Linked DNA regions of Mus musculus: regions 1 and 3 are each linked to region 2. A link is a contact called in public HiChIP or PLAC-seq data. All regions are on one chromosome and are shown on one strand. The core of a region is the stretch at or near the end of the contact, and the rest is flanking DNA. Distances in the headings are between cores, read along the strand shown.

Region 1 (4,141 bases), core at 1,175-3,674, 1.1 Mb after region 2:
TATAGTAGAGGTATGATATAGTATGTTAAGAGAAGCCAGCACACATCAGACACTTAACCTTTAAAACTTAGAGTTTAGGTTGATGCTGGGTTGATATGTACCTGTATTCCCAGCTATTCAGGAGACCAAGGCAGGGTGATCACTTGAGCCCAGGAGTTTGAAGACAACCTGGGCAACATAGTGAGTCTCACTATGTATGAGGTCTCACCTCAAACACCAGCAGCCATAGGAGGAAGAAGAAGCAGAATTTCATGGGATGTACTTTATGATTTTGTGGATATATGCTCCCAGTGTTTATCAAATTAATAAAATGGTAATGGAGCCAGTGTTTATCAAATTAATAAGATGGTAATGGAGCCGGGGTTGGTGGCACGAGCCTTTAATCCCAGCACTCGAGAGGCAGAGGCAGAGGCAGGCGGATTTCTGAGTTTGAGGCCAGCCTGTTCTACAAAGTGAGTTCCAGGACATCCAGGACTACACAGAGAAACCCTGTCTCAAAAAACCAACCAAACAAAAAGATGGTAATGGTTATTTTCACTGCCTCCCCAAAGCTTCCTCCTTTTACAAGTTTAAGCTTAAATCTTAAATCAGCCAACATAGCTTTGACACTAAAGTAATATTTTTGCGTTGAAGCTAAGTAACTTGACTATGTTACTTAGCTTTTCACTGCCTTGATTGCAAAATGGGCTTAATAACTGTACTTACACAATAGGTTTGTATGTGGCTAAAATTAAGATGGCTTAAATGACTTACATGCCCCGAGGATGTCTTTTTAGACAGGAAAAGGCATGTTACCTACAGTAGATCTTATTGGTAAAATACCCTTGTTAGGCAAATTCTCTAGAGGAAAATTTGTATTTTTGTGTACTATTAGAGGCCAGCTCCTTAGGAGATGATGGTCTGGTTTTGTGGCCAAGTAAGAAAGAACACAAGGATGGTGAACTGCACCCTCAAGTGTAATTATGTGGGTGACCAGCAGGCTACAACAGCATGGTTGGGAGACAAAATTAAAACACTGGGAAAACAGAAAGTAATTACAACTCTAGGAGGTGTTGATACAGAAGTATCTGACTGTGCTTATATTTCGGGTGCACACTGGCTGAAATTTGAGGAGATAAAACTAGAAGCAAGGACATAACTTGGATGACCAGTAGTCACTTTTATTTTTAAGTCATATATGTTATATGATATATGTGATTTTTAAATTTCTAATTAGAGTGTTTATTCATTTGACACATGACCCTTTGCATGACAAAAGGATTCACCAAACATTTCCATTAAATAGCCCCACCTCTTTCCTTCAAGTTTTACCTGCCATCTGTTGTAGGAAGTACAGCCTTTCCTTAAACAAATTTAAAATGAAATAATACAAACTATTATCTACAGGTTTTACTGTTAGCTTTATAGCGCATGGGCGTGTCTTAAGTCAGAGAAGTATTCTGACCTAGGGCCATGCTAGCCTGAAGCAAGAAGACATGCCCCACTGCTACCCTTTGGAAAATAAAGAACTGCTTTGACAGGCTAATTGTAGGGGGAGAAGGGGTGTCTCTTTTCTCCAAATCTTTAACAACCATTTGGCCCCTGGTATATAGATTTTTGTGTTGGTTGAAGCCATTTAGTAAAATAGTTTAGTACTTAATTGGACAAATGGCTATCAAACAAATTTAATAAGCTACTTTCCTGTCACTTGCCTCGGGAATCTCTTTTTAAATACAGTGAAAATGAAGTTTTGAACTTTGGTATGTATTTATTCTAGCCACGTAAATGATTTTCCTTATTGTATCCACACAGACAAGATTACTATTATAGTAACGTCTACCTAATCGGAAGCACTGGCCACTGGGAGGGACCTTGTGTGTATTTTACACTGTATTAGTAGAGCATGTGTAACAGGAAAGGTTTTTGTTGGTGGTGTTTTTTTTTTGTTGTTGTTGTGTTTTTACAAACCCGACTGGGGAGACTGGGATGGTGGAAATGTTCTTTAAAGTACATAACTGTTTGTAATTACATCTGTTTTTAAATAAATGCAAATTTACCTCCCTTCAAATCAACATTTTTGACATGTAAAATTGGGATTCCATAAGTTGTTCCTGGGTGATACCTTCAATCTAAATAACAATAAAGAAACTGTACATACAAGCTTGTGCCTCAGAAACTGGTTTTAAGATTCTCTAGTAAATAATAAAGTTCTTTGATGGCACACAGATATATTAATTTTTAATTTGTCTTTTCTTATATCTTAATTACTGGAAAAGATTTATTGACTAATTTTAGGGAGGAAAGTGTTGGAAAAGTTTTGCCAAATACGGACCTCTTTGAATGACTGTATGGTAATGAAAAGTTAAGAGGAGAGCCAAATTAGATTGAATAATTGTTCAGTCATGTGGGTTAGACTGGCTGCATAGCCTGGTTGTTAGGCTGATTGCTCAAATTACATTGCCTGGGGTCCTGCACTTGGTTGGCTGTCTTCTCAGATCTTAACAAGGTTCTGGGAATTTCTCTTTTTGACAAAGTTTGCTTTGTATTTTCCCCTCCCCCTCCCAACCCAGGATGCTTCATCTGCAGACATCAGAAAAGCATATCGTAAGCTTTCACTAACCTTACATCCAGACAAGAATAAAGATGAAAATGCAGAAACTCAATTTAGACAAGTAAGTGAAATGCAGTTTTATTTATATATAAATATATAGTGACAGTTGTATTAACTAATATGCTTATGTTAGAAATATTAACTTACATGTAGAATATTTTCGTTTGAACATGAAGTAGCTTAAATATATTAACATTTAGATTTTTTTTAAATGGAATACTGTTTTACCAACATGTGTCATTTAGAGTTTCTTAGTTTTTGGAAAGTCATGCTCTCATAATTTTCTTGTCTAAATTATGCTATTATTCTTAAAATATTTTAAGATTTACTATTACTTTTACACCTTTCACAAAAATTTATTTGATATCAAACAGTCTTTAAACATCTAATATGCTTCCAAAAAACACAAAATGTTACTTATAGTTGGAATTTTACTATTTATTGCATAGATGGGCACATGGGGTTTTCTGCATGTGCTTTATAGAGCTTTCATCCTCCTATGTGATTCCTTACAGTTATAAGTATTTTTATTTTAAAGTAATGCTTTTATTTTAGTTGGTGGCCATTTATGAAGTTTTAAAGGATGATGAAAGAAGGCAGAGGTGAGTGCATTTGTGCTTTTGAATTTGAATGGGCAAAGTTTCATGCCTTTAAAAGGAAAGAATTAAGTCCTGTTTAAGTTAGACTTTGTTTGTTTGTTTGTTTGTTTGTTTGTTTCTTCCAAGAAATGCATTGTTTTGCATGCTTTTGTAGAGCAGAACTCATTTCTTTTGAACATATTCCCTAGAGTGATTTAGTACTTACAGATTAGGATCATGAGTTATAAATTTAGCAAGTATGGCTTCAGTAGAAAAGACTTTTACCATGGGTTATGCCCTGGGAAACAGCCAGTTTTTGATTTTAACCAAATACCCACTCTTGACAGTATATGATAAATAGCCCCATGTATTTGGTGGACCCAGTATTCCCAGACCCCCCTTCTTAAGTGTTTGAGGTTATCATTTTAGTAATTCCTTATGTGTACTTTCCTGATGTTTCTTCACCTCCAGATAATCCAGGTGATAAACTGTTAGAAGACAGAAGTAAAAGATAATTGCCCCTTTTTTCTTGTTTGTTTAGACTTCTTTCCTATGTCTACTACAGTGATTGTATCTGGTAACCTTAGACAAGAGGCAGTCCCTCACTCAGACATGTCTCTGCCCTTTTCAGAAGACCAGTAATAAATGTACTCGCAAGGTGGTTTATAGTGCCTGTGACTTACAGAGGTCTTTCCTGTGCCGTAGAATGTGTGGAATGTCTATCCTGTTGCAAAGTCTTTGGAGATTTTAAAATCATAGAAAGAAACACTTTAAATTATCTTTTGAGACACATATGGTTAATTAAAACAAAAGTTTCTCATATACACACAAAATCATTGCAGGCAAAATAAACTTTTGTTTGTTTGTGTTTGTATGTTTCATTTTGAATTTGTTAGTCTTTAAAGAACAAGCAGCAATAATGCAGGTTGGAGTTCAACAGGTTGATTTTATGAGACAATAGTGGACAACATTG
Region 2 (4,181 bases), core at 116-2,615:
CTTTTTATACAGATCTTTCACTTCCTTAGTTAGAGTCACGCCAAGGTATTTTATATGATTTGTGACTATTGTGAAGGGTGTTGTTTCCCTAATTTCTTTCTCAGCCTGTTTATCCTTTGTGTAGAGAAAGGCCATTGACTTGTTTGAGTTAATTTTATATCCAGCTACTTCATTGAAGCTGTTTATCAGGTTTAGGAGTTCTCTGGTGGAATTTTTAGGGTCACTTATATATACTATCATATCATCTGCAAAAAAGTGATATTTTGACTTCTTCCTTTCCAATTTGTATCCCCCTTATCTCCTTTTGTTGTCTAATTGCTGTGGCTAGGACTTCAAGTACAATGTTGAATAGGTAGGGAGAAAGTGGGCAGCCTTGTCTAGTCCCTGATTTTAGTGGGAATGCTTCCAGTTTCTCACCATTTACTTTGATGTTGACTACTGGTTTGCTGTAGATTGCTTTTATCATGTTTAGGTATGGGCCTTGAATTCCTGATCTTTCCAAGACTTTTCCTAAGCAGCATAAGATATAAAACTGGGTTGGAAAGGAGGTCAGGAGAGCAGCTGCCCAGTGCTAAACCACAGGGCCACGAAATTACAGAGAATTACACCTGGGACTCCTCAAAGACTCCTACTCCTCCCAGGGAAGATGCAAAAGTGTCCGGATTCACAAATGAGGGCAAAAAGCACTTACCATTCCACCCCATCCTGTCTCTTAGCCACTAACAACCTGTTGGAACACGAGAATAATTCACCCACACATCTCAAAACCTAGAGTCACACAAAACCAAGATAGTGTTGCAGCAGCACCCGTGATGGTGCAGTGGGCCAGTCTCACAGGACAGGAGGCAACTAGCAGTCCTCCCGAAGGAAGTGGGGGGGGGGGGGGGGAGGGCAAGGATTAACTCCCGCCCAGGAGAGGGCGCACAAGGTACGGCTGTTGACCGCCACTGGGTCCCTGACAACACCATGGCTCCTAACACGACTTTGTACACCAAAATGTAACATATAAACGAACTGTATGCAAGCATAGGAGAAGATTCGATCCTCTCCGGCATCAGTGCTCCCCCAGCACACCAAGTTTACCAAACGCGTTGCTCTGCTCCGCAACTCAGGCAGCGGGCCGCTGGGACCAGTCTCTCAGGACCTCACAGGAGGCCGCCCAGGGTCAGCCAGGACTGTGAAACCGAAAGCCACGAGAGACGGCAGCGATTGAGGACCTACCTGTGTCCTTGCTTCCCGATCCCGCGCAACCCCGAGCCAGCCGTCCAGGCGCCTGCAGCAAAGGCAGACCCCGCAGCGCTCGCAGCAGTCGCGCCATGACGCTGCCACCAACGGGTTTCCTCCCAAGCCTACCCAACCCCCACCCTCCGCCGGATCCCTCCCCTCTGCCCAGGTCTCTTCCCCTCCTCCAGGCTCTCCTTTTCTTCTGGTGCTCCACCCTACCCCCACCACTTAACTTATCCTCTTGCTCCTCTTGACCTTGATCTTCGCGGAGTGTGTGGAATATCCCGGGACTCCACTGCCTCCTCCTCCCGCAGTACCTTACTCCGATTGGAATCATGACTAGTCTAAAACTTGCTGTGTTTCAGTTTGTTTAGGTTTTCCAGAAGTCATACTAATTGCAGTTGGTTATTTCTGGCTTCCCTTACTCAACATAATTATCTGGACATTGCTGCTTGGTTTTTTGCGTTACATTATGCACAAATCTTTTTTTTGTTGTTGTTGTTGTTCTGAATAATATTCCATTATACTAAACTGTTACTCATTAGTTTAGGCTGTTCTAATTTTTGCACATCAAAAACAAAGCTGCCAGGAGCGTTCCTGTACATGCCTTTTTTTTGGATACCTGGAAGAGGAATAGCCAGGTCTCAAGGGCAACGGCTGCTTCACTAGCAATGTATGAAAGCTCCTGTCATCATCCCCTTCCTACACTTGATTACTCAGGCCTGTTTTTTTGTTGTTGGTTGGTTGGTTGGGTTTTTTGTTCGTTCGTTTGTTTTGCTTCGGTTTTTGAGATCTAATCTCTCTATGTTGTCCAAGCGTCCTCAAACTTGGAATCTTCCTGCCTCGGGACTGAGTTTATAGACATGCATCACTACAAAGTTAGACTTAAACTTCTTACAGTAATAGGCTTCTCTTGTGTTATCTTTCAGTAACTGACAATTAGCCATTGCTAAATCATACATGGTTTTGCCCATTTATTATTAGATTTACTTGTTGTGGATTTTTTTCAAGGTTCTTCCATATATTCTCTGGGCACAAAGCCATTATCAAATCGTTTCCTCACAAATTTCCCTTCCCGAGACTGTGGGCTGTGTTTTTCTGTTTCCTAATTGTGTCTTGGGATGGGAAGTTTTACATTTTGTTAAACTTCATTTTATCGGTTTGATGGTTTGTTTTTGTTTTTTATAGTTTGTGGCGGCTTAGGGGTAACATATTTAACAAATGGAGCTAGTCCAATATTACAAAATATTTTATGTGTTTTCTTCTGCTAATTTTATAGTTTTAAGTTTTACATTTAGGTCTATTATCTATCTGAGTTAATTTTTATTTATTTATTCATTTTTTAAAATAAGGTAATTTTTTTTTTTTTGTTCTCTACTGCCTGCATTTGAGTTCTTGTCAAAATCAGTGTATGGCTGAGAATGCAGCTCTGTAGTAGAGCAATGGCTAGCATTCACGGCCTCAGGGTCGCACACACCCACTGGGGAGAAACCCCAGGTTGGTTGGTTGGTTGGTTGGTTCGTTTGTTTGTTTTTATCAATACAGGGATCTGTTTCTGGACTTTCTGTTCTTTCCGATTAATCAACATGTCAGTGAGTATACAGAGTACTGTAACATCTGCATCCCTGGAGGTGGAGTCAGCTAGTATTTGCAGATCTCTGCAGATCTTCACACTCCCAGAAAACAGAGGGAAGCCTTCCTGGATCCTTCCCTCTCCCTGTTTCCTCTATCCACTGCTTTGAGAACTTTCATCTCATCCTGGCACAGGGCTTTCTGCCCCCACTCCCATGCCCACCTATCAAGAAAGATCATGGGATGGGATGGAGAGATGGCTCATCAGTCAAGAGTACTGAATGCTCTTCCAAAGGTCCTGAGTTCAAATCCCAGCAACCACATGGTGCTTCACGACCATCTGTAATGAGATCTGACACCCTCTTGTGGTGTGTCTGAAGACAGCTACAATGTTCTCATATACATAATATAAATAGGTTTTTTAAAAGAACACAAAAACGCAAAGAAATATTCTTGAGCCGGGTGGTGTACTTACATATAATAATAAATAGAGAGAGAGAGAGAGAGAGAGAGATATCATGGGCCAATCTTCGAATTCCTGGCCATAAGGCTTTAACCTGATAAAACCCACTTAACAGTTTACTCTTGATTTTATATACTCCATGGTTTAGTCTCTGAAATGCCCGACCAACCACACTCTTCCTGGTCTATTTAAAAGAGGTCTTTCAGTTCCTGGTTTACTTATAGAGATCTCTCAGTTTTTTGGAGAGTCACAGTGTGCTCACTCTCTTGCTCTTGGTGATCACATGACGTCTCTCTGGAAAACGACAAAAGCAAACACCACTGGAAGACTGCTAGGAAAACCAGTCAGAGACTCTGCACCAGCTGTTTTTGCCTTTCCTTTCCACTTGGGAATAAGTTGTGATGGCTGAAGCACTGGCAGTTTTCTGGTATGCATGAAGATAAGATTTGCACCCTGGTGCTGAGCAGGAGATGCATGGAGCCTGGGTGTCAGGGATGCAAGGCAATAGTCAAGCCCTGAGTTGTACCCCTATGGTAAGAGAGACAAACACATTCATGTGTTGTTTAAACTGTGGTTGTGTTTTTGTGAGGATGATACAATACTCAGCTGGTCCTCTATTGGTTGTGAGAAACTTCAATAAAGGCTAAGCTCTACAGCATCATCTCTGTGTATCTCCCACAGTTCTCTGCAAGCTATACACACAAGGGGAGGAGGGGGGAGAAAGTAATGCTAAATAAGTCCCTAAAAGAAAAAGATGGAGGATCTACCAAAATGATCATTGAATCTACAGAGGAATAAGAGGGACTGACCACTAAAGTGGATACCAGGGCAAAAGTCAATAGACTTTTTGCTACTTAAAACTATTTGGAAAGAAGGAATGAGCAAGGTCACCTCTGAGCCATTCTCTTCCTCCAGGACGCGT
Region 3 (4,036 bases), core at 183-2,682, 1.4 Mb after region 2:
TTATCTTCTTTATGCGGCTCCAAGTTTCATGAGCACAGGGTCTAGATATATGTGTATATTTCCCATAGAGTACAATATATGTATAATGATAAATGTTTCTTTAGTCCTTCCTCCCCTCACCCACAGGAGGTTCAGGTCTGTGATTGTGTGCTTGTACCCCTGGCTTTGTGCATGGTAGGCAGGCAAGTTCCCTACACCCCAGCTCTCTCTTGCTGTCTTCTGCCTTGCGTTTCATTTAGTAAATTCCTCAATTTCTTAGGTTTCAGTAGAGATCTGGGGGTGATTTCTCCTCTGCTCTCCCAGCTGGGGAAGCCTTGTTCTCCTTCCTAAGATAAAAATCTGCCCTTGAGAAGAAATCATTAGTAGGAACAGAAGTGGGACTCGGGAGTTCAGGCCAACAGCCACACACTTTTAATCTTACTTTTTGTGAATGTGAATTGTTGTGGGTCTCCAAAAGGACACTGACAAAGCCACAGCCACAGCAGTGGGAGCACGGTGGGCTCGGATCAGGAGTTAAGTGATGGAAAAGGGACAAAGGTTATCTAGCCTGCACCCCTTCTGGTGCAACCAAGGGGCTTCTGGGGGCTTTCTTCTTTTTATGTTTCAAAATGGGAACGGAATGAGAAAGCAGTGGACTTATAGGGCGAATTTGCATGAGAATAGGGGACTGGAGAGAAGGGTCCTGTCAGAGAAGTTGGTATGTTCTCTAAAGGCCACTGGGGTGTGTGAGAAGTGTTATGTAAAGCAGAAACAGGAATACAAAGAGAGACCACCAAAATAATTGTCCCCAGACTATATCCTCCCTCCCCGCCCCCTCCCTCCAGAAAATGACAGATTGCTCCTTAGCAGTTGGTAGCCTGAAAAGCCTTTGATTTAACCCACCTTCTTTTCCTTCTAGAGCACGAACTGGAAAGTATTTCTAAGTCATTGTGACCCAGGGCTTATTAAGAGAGTGGTCTGTGGCGCGAAGGACACTGTTTACCCTGCTTACACAGGCAAGCACTGGGCCCTGGACTCTCATGGTTAGAGCTGGCTCTTCTCTGAACACAGCTTTAAGAACACCTTCAGGCTTTCATTAGCTTGGAACTGCATAGCGATAAAAACGGTGTTAATTAAGAATGACAAAACGCAGGCGTGGAAAGAGACCTAGATCGGATTTTTGCTGAGCTGAATGTGAACGCTACTTTATACAGAAGGAGTCCGAATCCCTTCCAGTATGGTTCCGCTCTGAACTTATTGTTCGTCTCTGTTGGGGACTGAGCGAAACCTTTAGCCGTGTGTGCCTAGGGGAAGGGTCTCCGCAGTGCGCCTACTCTCCTCCTTTGTCAGGCCCGTCTTGTGTTTTATCTGCTGACCTTTCAGAGTGTCCCATGTCACCCTTATCCTGCACATGTCTGCACTGCTATGTCGCTTCTGCTTATCGGGGGCCCTTTCTTTTCTCTGCTGCTAATTGAACAGCCCATGCGCAAGCAGGCTCTGTGGAGAGCTCGAGTATCATAGTCCTAGCGCAGTGACTCAAGAATGTTAGGCCCGCCTGTCTCAATGCATGCAGCTAAGTGCCTGGTGAGGGCTGACTCTCAGCAAACCATATTCTGAGCTACGCCACTCTAGATCTTTTGTTTTGTGTTTTCAGACAGAGTCTCACCATGTAGCCTTAATGACCTCAAACCCACCGTGTAAACCAGGCTAGCTTGAACTCACAGAGATCCACCTGCCTCTACTTTCCCAGTACTGAGAGTGAAGGCATGTGCCACCATGCCTGGTGCCACTTTGGACTTTAAACCGAGAGTTCCAAGGACAGGGCTTTTCCTCTTCACCTTCAAGACTGAAACTTCCAGAAGATATTACGACAATGTGAATTTATTTTCCACTATTTAGCTATCTCACCAACTAGGGAAATTGATGCGTATGGCAAGAAGGAAGATGCCAGTGAACCCAAAGCAAACATTGTCCTAGAAGACTTCCTGACTCTGAGTCTGACATCTCCTCTAACACTGCCCCTACTCAGTCATGCTTACTTCCCACGAAAGGGGAACACCGGCTTCTAACTTCCTCATCCAGTGCAAATCGTGGACCTGTGCCCTTTACTTCTCTTTCAACTACATTGACTTGCTGTTGGAACCTTCAGGGTGCAGGGGTGGGGTGGGGTGGGGAGTTCCCTTGGGCTCTACACTGCTGCAGATCAGGGAGAGCTTCTCCTTGGATATTTCCACTTTCAAACAGGAGACCTCTGAGTATCCTACAACTCCTTCAGCCACCAAGAAGGACAGGCAACTTTGGGACAAACTCCTGTATTAACTTACATGGCCATTTGAATGTGCTTGGTCCAGAGAGTGGCACTATTTAGAGGTATGGCCTTATTGGAGGTAGTGTGTCACTGAGGGAGTGGATTTTAAGACCCTGGTCATAGCTGCCTAGAAGCCAGTCTTCAGATGAATGTAGAACTCTCAGCTCCTCCTGCAGCATGCCTGCCTGGCGGCTGCTATGCTCCCACCTTTGAAGATAATGGACTGAACCTCTGAACCTGTAAGCCAGCCCCAATTAAATGTTGTCCTTATAAGAGCTGCCTTGGCCATGGTGTCTGTTAACAGCAGATACCTAAGACAACTTATGTCTGGTGTCATTCTCTCTCCCTGTTGCAGCTAACGTTTTTGGAGAACCAACCAGGATCTTCTGAGCCACCTAACTCATTCTTTTAGGCCCCTAAAGTAAAGGTGGCTCATTATAATATTAAAATGAGCATGGATGGCCAGAAAGAAGAGTTTGTGGTTGCTCTTTCAGCCTTTTGACCTTGGGTTGACCCTGCTCCAAATTGTGTCTGCCACTTTTCCTTCTTGAACTAAGCATGCTCAGGAAAGTATCCTCTCCAGAAAGTATTTTTCTAGATTGCTATAGAGGGGCTTCCCAGCAAACTCTCCACGATCGTGGAGCAGGTGGGTCTGGTGCCGTCCTTACAGCCACAAATAATGAACATTGCTCTGTTATCTCTGGCCATGCTCTCTGGCTCCTGGATCACTCAGCATCGACTGTGTTGGGTTACAGACACAGCCTCCGAGCCTCTGCTACCCACAGTGTTTTCTGCTTTGTTCATGGTTTCTGCCACACCTGGGGGAAAATGCCTGACATGTTCATACTGGCATGGAAATCTAATAATTCATAGTGGGCCTAGTTAACCTCCTTGTCCCCCACGGGGGAGGGGGTTAGTTGTTCTCCTTCACTATGATGTGTGTAGCATCTAGATAGAAACTTTGTCCTGGTTTCTGAGCAGTAGGCCAGGTACTTGTTTATTCTGGTGGAAAGAGAGATTTCCAGGCTACGCTGGATATGGTAAGATCTCTCATCAGTCAAATTCCTAGGTGCCATTATAAACTGATGTAGCTTTCACTATAACCAATTTAATTTTCCACATCCTTGTTTCCTGCTTATTGTCTCTGTTGTCATTTTAAAATATTTTTTTGTTTTGTTTTGTTTTGTTTTTTGGTTTTTCGAGACAGGGTTTCTCTATGTAGCCCTGGCTGTCCTGGAACTCACTCTGTAGACCAGGCTGGCCTCGAACTCAGAAATTCACCAGCCTCTGCCTCCCGAGTGCTGGGATTAAAGGCATGTGCCACCACTGCCCGGCAAAATATTTTATTTTTATTATCTGTGTGTGTGTGTGCATGTTTGTGTGTCTGTATGAGTGAATGTTGTGTGTGTGCTGGTGTCTGAGGAGGTCAGAAGATGTCAGATCCCTAGGAGTTGTGAGTGGTCCGACACAGGTGCTGGGGAAGGAATTTGGGTCCACAAGAGCAGCAAGCGCTCTTGCTTAACTGCCAAGTTGTCTTGTCTGACTATAGACTGTGGTGTTGAACAAGGCCAAGTAAAGTAGAGAACGTAGGGAAATTTCCCAGTTAATTCCAAATAGAAGTTATACAGATTCAAAGATAAGACAACAGTGGGAAAATTTTCTACTTTCCTCTTACAAAAAGCTGTGTTTTGTCAGCTTGTGTTACTGGAAGTTTTAGGGATCTGCCCATTGGGCGCCATAAATTGTTGA

Evidence for each region. HiChIP or PLAC-seq counts read pairs in DNA pulled down with a chosen protein or histone mark.
Region 1: an H3K4me3 HiChIP or PLAC-seq map of embryonic limb bud shows a contact between it and region 2, with 4 times the contacts expected there. The contact joins the enhancer-like site here to the promoter of Msrb2 in region 2. A contact is called at or near these places in 8 of 39 promoter capture datasets (the C10 cell line, frontonasal cranial neural crest, hippocampal neurons and 4 more), 1 of 484 Hi-C or Micro-C datasets (bone marrow-derived macrophages), 3 of 115 datasets of contacts at active chromatin or transcription factors (acute myeloid leukemia, embryonic limb bud and large pre-B cells) and 3 of 9 other capture datasets (adipose tissue, liver and pancreatic islet).
Region 3: a contact with region 2 is called in an H3K27ac HiChIP or PLAC-seq map of embryonic stem cells, with 5 times the contacts expected there. The contact joins the enhancer-like site here to the promoter of Msrb2 in region 2. A contact is called at or near these places in 2 of 39 promoter capture datasets (hippocampal neurons and pre-B cells), 1 of 15 datasets of contacts at CTCF or cohesin (large pre-B cells), 3 of 115 datasets of contacts at active chromatin or transcription factors (embryonic stem cells, large pre-B cells and stem cell-derived neural progenitor cells) and 3 of 9 other capture datasets (adipose tissue, embryonic stem cells and liver).

What each region holds. Positions count from the first base shown.
Region 1 is chr2:18,315,409-18,319,549 of GRCm38.p6, reverse strand. It overlaps Dnajc1 (DnaJ heat shock protein family (Hsp40) member C1), which reads left to right. Exons shown (of 12, transcript NM_007869.3): 2 at 2,550-2,651; 3 at 3,146-3,192. Among named protein-coding and RNA genes, the nearest start is that of Dnajc1, 75 kb to the left of the region's middle. Within about 2 kb of position 2,424, at least 13 of the 459 cell types and tissues checked have an H3K27ac peak or open chromatin away from gene starts, as enhancers often do. A contact at or near this core is called in embryonic limb bud and second pharyngeal arch cranial neural crest, where this site is marked.
Region 2 is chr2:19,368,820-19,373,000 of GRCm38.p6, reverse strand. Msrb2 (methionine sulfoxide reductase B2) reads right to left here and starts at 1,365. Exons shown (of 5, transcript NM_029619.2): 1 at 1,222-1,365. The coding sequence starts at 1,318.
Region 3 is chr2:17,930,082-17,934,117 of GRCm38.p6, reverse strand. No RefSeq gene overlaps it. Among named protein-coding and RNA genes, the nearest start is that of H2al2a, 65 kb to the left of the region's middle. Within about 2 kb of position 1,432, at least 54 of the 459 cell types and tissues checked have an H3K27ac peak or open chromatin away from gene starts, as enhancers often do. A contact at or near this core is called in embryonic stem cells, where this site is marked.